Linked DNA regions of Mus musculus: region 2 is linked to region 1. Evidence: chromatin contacts called from public Hi-C data. All regions are on one chromosome and are shown on one strand. Each heading gives the region's core, a stretch centred on a gene start, on an enhancer-like site or on the middle of the called end of the contact. The rest is flanking DNA. Distances are from core to core; before and after follow the strand shown.

The links. Hi-C and Micro-C count contacts between places; a contact is called where the count stands out from the background.
Region 2: a contact with region 1 is called in a Hi-C map of stem cell-derived neural stem cells, with 2.8 times the contacts expected there. The contact joins the enhancer-like site here to the promoter of Fgfr2 in region 1. A contact is called at or near these places in 2 of 39 promoter capture datasets (the 3T3-L1 cell line and hippocampal neurons), 36 of 484 Hi-C or Micro-C datasets (the AML12 cell line, the HPC-7 cell line, the Patski cell line and 20 more), 10 of 115 datasets of contacts at active chromatin or transcription factors (embryonic forebrain, embryonic hindbrain, embryonic midbrain and 5 more) and 3 of 9 other capture datasets (adipose tissue, liver and pancreatic islet).

Annotation. Positions count from the first base shown.
Region 1 is chr7:130,263,305-130,269,113 of GRCm38.p6, reverse strand. Fgfr2 (fibroblast growth factor receptor 2) reads left to right here and starts at 2,306. Exons shown (of 18, transcript NM_010207.2): 1 at 2,306-3,320. RefSeq lists a promoter at 2,748-2,973.
Region 2 is chr7:130,365,847-130,371,096 of GRCm38.p6, reverse strand. No RefSeq gene overlaps it. Among named protein-coding and RNA genes, the nearest start is that of Gm33771, 22 kb to the left of the region's middle. Within about 2 kb of position 2,141, at least 47 of the 459 cell types and tissues checked have an H3K27ac peak or open chromatin away from gene starts, as enhancers often do. A contact at or near this core is called in astrocytes, brain, neural progenitor cells and 2 more, where this site is marked.

The DNA.
Region 1 (5,809 bases), core at 1,057-3,556:
CGGGAGGCCATTGACAAAAGGGGTTCCAGCCACTTGAAGAAGGGAGAGGGGCTAAAAATCCTGCAAAGAGATGATTTTCTCATTCAGACGCCTGGCTGGGAGGAAAGCTTTCCTGGACCACTGAGGTCACTTGAAGTCTAAATGATGCAAAATGAATTTTTTTATTTTTCAAAAATTCAAAGCATGCTTTAAAAAAATTTTTTTTAAACTTAAAATTTTCCTATTGTGGATTTGTGGCTTTCCTAACTTGGGGGAAAAAAAAAGGTGCTCTTTGGCAATCAGGGCCTTTGGACGGTGGCTACCTTTTCATCTTCATACAGAACAAATTCTGCACGCTGCCTCTGACGTTAGTTAAAGAAGGTGTTTTTGTTTTCAGCGGAAGGGCTTCCCTCCTATTCAGCATCTATAAAGCTAGAGATGAATGGGGTGGGGGAGACAGGGACAGCGGCTTCCTGGGCCATTAATTTATGTGAGAATGTGTTAACCTCATTTTCAATGGCTGGTGGGCCCACTGCAGTAGGGAAAGAGCTCTGTCCTGAGACACGGAGTTTCTCATCAGTGGGGATCATAAAGATAGAAGTGCCAGCCTGGAGCAGGACCATTCCCTTGTGACTTCAGGTTAGGGAATGAGCACACATTGACACTGAATGGCTCAGTGTCAACCTGGCTGAGGTGTTCCCACCCAGGCCACAGAACTCATTCAAAACACACCCCTTTCCACTAGACATAAACAGATCATTTCGTTTGGAAATCCGGCTGTTATTTTTGTTGTTGTTGAGTTTTCAAATTCTAATTTCATAAGTATTTGCCTGAGGCATTGAACATGGATTTGCTACCCCTTGCTTTTTAGTGATGTGCATATAAGTTTCCCAGGCTATGCTGTGAACAAAGATGATCTGATCATGTGGGGCCTGAGGAATCGTGTGTGTAAATGGCATAAGGTAGAGTATTAGGGATTCTGGTACGTCTCCTCTTTCAAACCTGTGTCCCAGGTGGACTTTACTGTCTGGCTTTGTTTGTCTTTAGGCACCAGAGAGAGTCTAAGGCTTTTCTGAACTTAGTGACCTATTTGAGCCAGGATCTTATATAGCCCAGGGCTGACACAAACTCAGCATGTACCTGAAACCATTTTCAAGCTCCCGAACTTCTCTTTATCCTGCGAGGTCTGGGACCTCAATAATTGACCCAATAATTAAGATTCAATTTATTTAGACAAAATGTAGCTGGCTTCAAACTTACTATGTAGACCAAGTTGGCCCCCAAACACAAGGCAATCCTCCTGCCTCACACTTCTGAGTGCTAGAGTTACAATTTATATGGCCTTGACTTTAAACACAACTGCTCAAGGGATGAAAGAGAGAAAGGGAGTGCGTACTGAAAGATAAATGATCTCAAGGTAGTCTAGTGGGAGAGACAAATGGGAGATGCCAATCATTACAGCCCGGCCTGACATTTAGTTAAAGAATCCTGCTTTGCAACAGAAGAGTGTAAGAGTCAGGGAGAGAATCCAATTTGCTCACGGTCAGATGACTTGGTTTTTGGTAGAGTGAGTGTGTTTTCTGTTTCTGATTCTTTGTTTCTTTCTCTGTTTCTTTCTTAGGTGGCATGGAGATCAGGCCTTGTACATGCAAGGCAAGCGTTCTACTACTAGGCTACATCTCCAACACCTCTCTAGACTCTTTCAAGTTTCTTCCCCCTCTCATTAATTAATTAATTAATTAATTTTCATTTTATTTGATTGGTATGGATGTTTGCCTGCATGTCTGTCTGCACATTGTGCATGCAGTATCTCTGAAGGCCAGAAGAGGGCGTCGGGACTCCTGGAACTGGACTTAGAGGTGATTGTGAGCAAGCCAAGTGGATGCTGGGAATTGAACCAATCTCTGGCAGTATTCTTAAACTACGGAGCCATTTCTCCAGCCCTACTTTCTTTTAAATATTTATTTCTATTTTTAAACTATATGCCTGTATCTTTGTGTTCACGAGTGCAGTTTCCTAAGGAGACCAGAGGCTTTGGATGACTCTGCAACTGGGGTTACAGGCCATTGTGAGGGACTGATATTTAGCCAGCAACTGGCTTTTGGCCTTTAAGAAGGCAGGAAGCACTCTGAACTGCTGATCCATCTCCAGCCCTCCTTTGGATTTCTTTATGTTAACCTACATTGATACTATTAAAGATGTTTTCTGTTGTAGATTGCCTTTTCCCATGGCAGCCACATTAAAGGGCTCATCCAGCAGCCGGTTGTGTTAACCTCTCCGATCTTCAGTTTTCTTGTCAGAATCTGGTTCTGTTACTCTGCAGGCAGATGTGCGGATAAGTACAATTACCTATTCACGTGTTCCCTTCCTAAAGGAGGGTTTCCCAAACACTCGTCCCCTGTCTATTGTTCAGAGGAACAAGACAACGCAACATCTCCCACGAACATCCGCTGCTTCCACCCTCAAAGCTTCATGACATGAAATGTCTGGCCCCAGTATGCTGCAGACCTATTCTAAGGTGTCTGAAGTTGCACAGCATTCTGTCATTTGTTTCCTAACTTGACATAAAACAACGTAACGCATCCACTGTGCACCAAAGCTGGCTAGGAACTGGGGCAGTGGCGTACAGAGGCCGTTCACCAACAGGGTTCCGAGAGGTCATCTGTGCACCCCTGCGGGCAGCGCGGCGGGGCCCCTCGCCTGCCTGGCGGGTGTCTCTTTGCGGCTGCTAGGCTTCGGGGGCAGCGCGGGGCTCGGGACTGCCCCAGCGCGAGGCGCTGATTGGCAGAGCGGGCGCCGCCGTCCAGGAAACGGCTCGGGTTTCAGCGGGGGGCGTGACCCGCCCGAGGAGGCTGCGGCGGCGGCGCGGGCGGCGAGGGGAGAGAGCCGGGAGAGGCGAGCGGCGGCGGCGGCAGGCGCGGAACGGGCGCACGGACGATCGAACGCGCGGCCGCCAGAGCTCCGGCGCGGGGGCTGCCTGTGTGTTCCTGGCCCGGCGTGGCGACTGCTCTCCGGGCTGGCGGGGGCCGGGCGTGAGCCCCCGGGCCTCAGCGTTCCTGAGCGCTGCGAGTGTTCACTACTCGCCAGCAAAGTTTGGAGTAGGCAACGCCAAGCTCCAGTCCTTTCTTCTGCTGCTGCCCAGATCCGAGAGCAGCTCCGGTGTCATGTCCTAGCTGTTCTGCGATCCCCGGCGCGCGTGAAGCCTCGGAACCTTGGCGCCGGCTGCTACCCAAGGAATCGTTCTCTTTTTGGAGTTTTCCTCCGAGATCATCGCCTGCTCCATCCCGATCCACTCTGGGCTCCGGCGCAGCACCGAGCGCAGAGGAGCGCTGCCATTCAAGGTAATCGTCGTGCCGAACGCCTCTGGGAGCTTCGCCAGCCGGGAAAGTGGGTGCCGTGGGAGGATGCGGGGGCGCAGGATCCCCGGGAGGAAGGCGCGGGTAAACCTATTTGGGGGCGCACCCTGTCAGTCTCTGACTGTATTGGTGATGGAGGAGTGGATGAATGCGGATGGCTGGCTTTGGGGGAGTTCTTTCAGCACCTCCATCCCAATGCTGACATCTGCCTCTGCCGCTGGCACCCCTTTCCTGTCAGACTCCGGCGGGCACAGTCCTGCCTACTGGGCGCGTTCCTTTGAGCTCAGAGCCGGCGCGCCGTGGGGCCGCCTGCCAGTGGCACAGCCCATAGGCGGTTCGGGAAGGGCATCTTTGGGGTGCCTGGTCCTTGGATTCTGGAAGCTCCAGCCTGGTACTACACAAACCCTTATGAGAGATCCTTTCTTGGGAAGAAACTGCTGGAGTGTGGTCAGGCAACATCCCCAAAGGGATGGAGATGCCGGGACGACACCTTTAGGGAGGCAGTGGCTCTGGTCCGGGATTCCGGTGCTGGCCATCCCTCACCAGCCACAGCGGTTGGCGCAGGAGGGATCGCCGCGCGCCTGGGGCTAGGGGGCGAACTGGACCGACTTTTCCTAGTTCGCCTAGCTGCTCCGACCGCTGCCGCGCCGAGATGTTGAAAGCACAGGCGAGTTCTAACTTGCGCGCTCATTCTTTCAGCGCGGGGGAATCGGTCGAGGGCCCTGCGTGGCGCTGGCTTCCACCCTCGCGGCCAGGGGGCAGGCGCGGGAGGCCGGCTTCGGCTCCGTGCCCCTGCAAACTTCCCAAGACCTTCCTTCTCCCCCCCACCTCACCCCCCAGTTCAATAAAATCTACCCTTAAAGGCAGACTTGCTTTCAAATCCACGGCACCCATTATGTGTTTGGTGTGAAACGCTATCAACATTTAAAACTCTATTGTCCCAAGCGTCCCAAATCCCTGTAAATCTTCCACCAGCCTGGACTCATTTTCATCTGAAAAGCCTGTTTAGTTTGAATAGAAAAGCAATCAGGCGCCCCTCTCGCTCTCGTTGGAATGTCAATTAAAATGCAGATTTCTCAGAGCTCTTTAGCGCCCCAAGAAGTGGGACAAAACAGGATATTTCAGGCTGACAAATGAAAGAAATGCTACAATGAAGTGGGGTGGCGATGTGCACCCCAAACTGCTTGGAGTACCCACTGAAAGAGTAGGTCAGGGATTATGGTCTTACTTACGACAGCTTATATTTTTGGGGTTTCGTTGTGTTTAGGGCCCCCCCTTGGTGTCCCCCCCCCCCATGAGCCCATGACAGCTCCCTTCCCTATTCAGCCCCGTGGAGAAGTAAGGGAGCCTTGAACCAGGGTAGAGAGGCTACATTTAGTATTAACCTGGGAGTGTTGACTTCTCCCAGGAGTAATCCACTTGAGAACAAAATGCCAATTGCTCTGCCCGCTGAGGTATCCTGGAACTACCCTTTAAGGTAGCAGTACCCGTCGCACCGCCCCCCTCCCCCAAGGGCTTGCCTTAAATTAACCTGCCTTCTTGCAGGACAGGGGAGAGTGTGTAAACGTGTATAACACTGCGCAAGCTCACCAGCCGGGCCCTTTCGGCCGGGTCCCTTTGCCTGTCTTTGGAGGCAGACTTGTGTGGAGATGACCCCAAGGGGCGGGTGGCCGTGAAGAGCCATCCGTCAGAGTGAGGGTGAGGACTCCTCCCTCGTAGGCTGAGAAGAGAGTATCCTTTCAGGGGGAAAAATAAACACGCTGGGGCTTTCTCTGGGGTTCAGCCTCCAGGAAGGATTATGGTATTGAAGGCAGGAAGCTGGGATTGTGGCCGCCAGCAGCATGCTGGGCCTGTGTTCCCAACACGGAGCCTTGGGACCTAATTATCCTGCCTAGGAGGTCGCTCAGCACTTTTGTCCACTCCGGTGAGGAGCTGTGCAGACCTGCTGCCGTCACTTCTCGCCTTACAGAGGTTTGAGGAGGGGGCTCCTGTGGGGGCTGGGACTTCGAAGAACGAACGTTCAAGTTGAGTCAGCCTGGGGCACTGGCCATCTTCCTCATTCAGCTGGAGCTGAGGTACTCCTGGGTAGTGGCTAGTAGAGACAGTGGGCCCAGCACTCTGCTTCAAGACCTACTGGGACCTGAGATTGCAAAGTTGCTGGAGAGGGGAGTTTACCTGCATTCTGAAAGTTCTTAGGAAATCAACGAGAATGTTTGTGCACTTTCCTTTGACTGGTATGTAGAAATAGACAAGGAATTATCTTTTGTGACTCTTGGCTTTAAGAAGAAAGAAGACTTGGGGGAACAAAAATCCTTCCAGCCAACTAAAAACACTGGGCACCTAACTGCTCATATACCCCTGGCTTTTGTTGTTAGCTATACCATTCTACCTGTGCTTAAAAAAACAACCAAACAGCAGCTTCCTATTCCCCTCTTGGAGATGGTACGTCCTCTCTGCCTTAGTCTCAGTGAAGG
Region 2 (5,250 bases), core at 892-3,391, 100 kb before region 1:
TCACATGTTGTGGTGACCCCAAACCACAAAATTCTTTCACTGCTACTTCATCACTGAAATCTTGCTACTGTTATGAATTGTAATGTAACTATCTGTGTTTTCCGGTGACCTCAGGAGACCTCTGTGAAAGGGTCCTTCACTGACCCACAGGTTGAGAACCACTGCCCTGCATCTTCTGATCATCAAAACTGCATTTTGGAGCTTGGATATCTTTGAGTTTTCTTTTTCTTCTTTTTATGTGTTTGTGTTGTATGTGTGTTTGCATGTGTGGACACACACCTGTGTGTCAGTATGAACATGCATGGATATGTGTACCTATTTATTCTGAGACCAGAGACTGATGTCAGGAATGGGCCTCAATTTCTCTTCTTTTGAGGTAAGTTCTCATTCCTTTGAGGTAAGTTCTCTCATTAAACCTAGACCTCGGTGATGTGACCAGTCTCCCCTGCCCACTTGCTCCAGGGTCCCCTGTTCTGCTTTTGGAAGCTGGCATTACAGGCAGGCTGCCACACAATCCACAAGGTGTTTTGTACCCTGGTCCACTTAAATAATCGAGCTCCCTCCCTCCCTCCCTAGCCTGTCTTGGTTGCATTTCTAACCAGAAACACCTTTTCTGTTTGGCTTGAAGTGCTTAGAGAAGGGAGCTTTGCCCTCCCTCTCTGAGGCATAAGGAAAGCTGTTAGGATTGCAGTGGAACCCCCTTTTGTGTCCTTAAAGGCTGTTCAAATTTAACAAAGCACTATTCTGTGTGATAATAGTAATTACTGTTTGAGATGTGTGTGTGTGTGTGTGTGCAGATGTTAGTGTGGGGGTATGCATCCAAATGAGCCTGCCTGTGTATATGGAAGGCAGAGACGACATCAGGTGTCTTTCTCAATGGCTGTGTGCTAACTTGGATAGTCTGGATTCTGCCAGTTTGGCTAGATAAGGAGATGCAAGGATCCACTCCCCCTCTGAGCCCCATAATACAGTGGTTACAAGGTCACACCTCCACACTCAGCTTTTTAGGTGCATTCTGCGGATCTGAACCCAGGTTTTCAGGTTTGCATGGCTGGACACCTCCCCAGCTGAGACATCTCCTCGGCCCACAGAACACCTGTAAGCACTCTCCTACCTCTTTTCAGTGATCAAAAGAGGCAGGTGCTTTTGTTTCAAGTGGGAAACTAAGGCCTGGAGAGACTTGGTCCCTTGGTAGTAGACACTCAACGGAGTGCCTGGAGCAGCATTCACACCCAAGTCTTCAGCCTCCAGAGCTATCAGGAAGATAGCAGAAGATTCTATGATAGGCTGAGAACATAGCTTGGCTGCGTGTAATTCTGAATCTAGGTGTTGCCATCACACTCGATTTCAGGCTTTCGTTTTTGTTTTTGATAACCACAACTGAAACCCCCTGGCCTCCCTCACCGCAGCTTCTGAGGGACAACCTTGAGGGGCCTTCTGATGGGTGTAGCCCGGGCCGGGTGCTCCACCGGCCGTGTGCGAGGCGCTCCACCCACCGTGTGCTCAGTGCCCCGAGCGAGCATGTGCTTTTATGCTTTGCTCACCTTGGTGGTGAGGGGCTGCGGGGTGAGGGGAGCCCAGGACGCCACCTCCTAGAGAAGCCACAATGCTGCCTCTTGCGTTCTGTTCCAGCCTTTACACCCGGCAGAACCAGGATTCCCCAACTCTCTCTGCTTCCATCCAGAGCGCTAGAAACTTCCTTCCAACTTTGAAAACTACTCACTCTACAACGTATAAGACATAAAGATAGTCACAGATGGAAAGGGGTCTACCTGCTCCTCTCAGCCTTCTTGGTGTGTGTGTGTGTGTGTGTGTGTGTGTGTGTGTGTGTGTGTGTGTATGAGCGCGCGCACGGGGATGGGGTGCATTTTATAAACTAATTAGGAAGCATGGGGCTTCTTTGGAGCTGACTTAACTGAGACAAGCTGCAAATACTGAGGGGTTGCTTCCCCACTCCCCTAAACAAGAGTAAAGCTTTCTTCTCTGTCCCAGGACCTCAGCTCTAGCCAGCTTTGTCCCACCCCCCAACCCAGGGTCACAAGTCTGTGACCGGCTCCAGCTGGGAGGGAGAGAATAGGGCTGTGGGGAATGCAGCGTGAGCAGTCAGCTTAGGCAAACTGTGCACAGTAAACGTCTTTCTGGACTGAATTGTTCTGTGAAGTGGTAGTCACTTCCCAGGCAGCCAGGCTGGGGACGACCCACCATTCTGCTTGTACTAATCACCGTTGCCATGGAGAAAGCCACCATTTCATTAGAAAAGACGCCACAGCCGTAATGCAATTAACACAGACTTCAGTTACTTTCCATCCCTTGCAGGTCCAGAGGTGAGAGATTCTGACACGGAACCTTCTCTGCGGCCCCTCCTAAAGGAGACAGCAGGCTAAACGGGGCAGGAGGGGGTCCCAGGTTCAGCACCGAGACAGGATGAAGGGGTGAATAGGAAATATGGTGGAGTCCTTCAACAAAGCAAAATAAAATAGAGAGACCTCTGCCTGTTGGGATTTGGGGTTGGAAGTACAATAAAACCCTCTTCTGCCCTCTCATGAAATCAGTATTTCTACTAACCCTGGCTGAGTGTTGCCGGGACCCACCAGACACTTCTGGGGTCCCCTGAGCTCGAGTGTCCCTCTCTTGGACTGTTTTAAATTCCCTCACAAGCTCATTTGCAAACCCAGGGAGATAGTGATTTCTCCTTAGCTGGGTCATCCTAAGAATCAGCCCCATGGTGCCTGCATGGCTAAAAAGAGAAATGCGAAGGAAACAATGAGTTTTGATGGTTATGAAATGAGGGCCTGAGGACAGGCTTTCTAAAGTTTCTAAGTTCTGGGCATCTCCCAGGAGGAGGCTGGAGCTTCGTATGCCCCGCCTTGTTCTGGCCCTGTGGAGGGAAAAGACGCAGGCAACAATGCCATTCTCAGTTAAAGGGTATTTTTTAAAGATGAAGGAAAAGAAGCCATACTTATGCTCCACACACCAACCCCGTCCAAAGAATCTATCTAGAAAGAGAGGGCAACAGGAAAGTTGGCCAACAAAATGACCAAGCAACGTCCACATCATCTCTAATTAGCTAATGTATTTCTTTCCGGCCTACTCTTGGGGGAATTCTCAAGCGAGTCCCCTGCCGCTCTTGGAGACAGCAGAAAAGCAAATGACACCAAATTTTCCCTTCTTAATTAAAATGTTAAATAGGGTTAAGATGCCAAGCCTCATCGGGAGTGTTTGTTCCCCCCCTGGTGGACTCGGAGCCCTGCCGGGGTCAGTTCAATGGGAAGTTCTTTGAATCCAAACGTTATTAAGTTCCCAAATGTAATCAGCCCAGAGTTTAATGGAAACTTTCTCCTTTCTTTTAATAAGCATGTGGGGGGAAAAAGCACCCAGGTTAGGTGCATTGCCCTTCTATAACCAAATCACTATGGCAACAGGCAGCTGGTCTCTAGAAAGCCTGGTAATCCAAGGAGGGGCCACCCGCAGCAGCCCAGCTCCCCAGTGCAGCCCCCAGGTCAGGCGCAAATCTCTTGAATGGGATTAGATTGTTTAAGGGGCTGTGGGCTGTGGGAAAACTTTTGTCTGCCGTATTCACCATCTCTGCTGCGAGTCTCAACATTTCCACTCAGGGCACAATGGGGTTAAAAGTAAGAGCAAATGTTTTGATGGGTTTATTTTGAATTATGAATGCATGGAGCTGCATAATCGCCTGTCACCAAGGCCCTGCCCCTGGCTGGGCCCTCTGAGGACCAGAGGGTGTGTGATGGAAAGAGTAGTGGGAATTAACACTAGGGAGTGACTTCAGCATAGAGAATGAATTACATGGGTGGAAGGGACCAACATTCTGTATCCTAGAGACAGGTTGTCTGCCCACAGCTCTACTGTGGGGGTGTGCAGAGTGGCAGGCTACTCTTTGTCCTGACTGATTGTCCTTACAGAGGTGATTGCTCCCCAGTAGGTTGTTATATTTCTGCCTTGTAGTCTGCACGCTCTGAGATATGGCAATCCTAGACTGTGTCCACGCTGCTACCCCTACTCCCTATCAACCAGCAAGGGAAACAAATACTTGCTAAGCAAAGCTTGTGGGTTGTCCAGGAGTAGGGAGGCACGGTCCAATTTTAAGCAGACTTGATTAATTTATAGAAATGATTATTAAAAGTATTATATCTCACTGATAAGCTCATAACTAAAAATGTTTGTTCACTGTGCACGAGGATATGTAAAGAGGGCATTAAATAACAGATCCTTCCTGTACGTTAAAATTGGAGTCAATGTAGAAAAACTTGGATTACAGAGAATGTCTTTCCAAAATTCTCCTATAGGGTTGGGGACATAGTGCTGTTGACAGAATGTTTGCCTAGAACACACAAAGCCATGGGTTGAGTCCACAGTATTGTCTTCACTGGGTTTGGTGCACGCGTTTGTAGGCCCATCGCTTGGGCAGTGGAGGCAGAAGAGAAGTTCAAGGTCACCCTTGAACTATAGCAACTTTGAGCCTAACCAAGACTACGTGAAACCATGCCCCTTGCATGGAGCAAGATCCACCCAGCTGGAGGGCCAGACACTGATCAGTACTAGAGGCCTTTTTCTTGCACTGGTTGTGGTGAGGAATAGAGCAGGACAGACAGACAGGAAGACAGACAGACAGATGACACACAGGGACATACACATACGCTGGACTTCTATGAGATGAATGTACATACCTGCTCAATTGAAATCTTCATTCAAGAATCACTTTCCTTTTTGTTTGAGTTTTATTTATTTATTTATTTATTTTTTATTTTTGAGACAGGCCCTCAGAGTAGACGAGGAGGACCCAGAACTGTTTGTGTAGTTGAGAATAGTCTTGAACTCTGGATCCTCCTGCCTCTGCCTCTGAAGTGCTGGGATTATAGGTACGTACCACTAGATCCAGTCTAAGAACCATTCACTGACTTCTTGCTTTAGGGACCATTATGCCAAGATCTCAGCATACAAGGACATCACGTGGTGTCTGCTCTGCTCTCAGAGGAATTTACCATCCACGAAAGGAGAGCAAGGGAAATAAACAGTAAGCACGCATGCGCACTGAATGTGGTACAACACGAGACAAGAGAGATTTGGCAGTCTCATGTTCCTGAGATAGGATTCTAAAACCGCATGCCTACCTCTTGGGACATCCAGCCTCAGTGTGCCAAGGCCACCTGCCATTCTGTTGCTAGCTTTAGGGCAGAAGATTCTATGGACGTATGGATACGAGAGATGGGAATGGAATGAAGAATATTG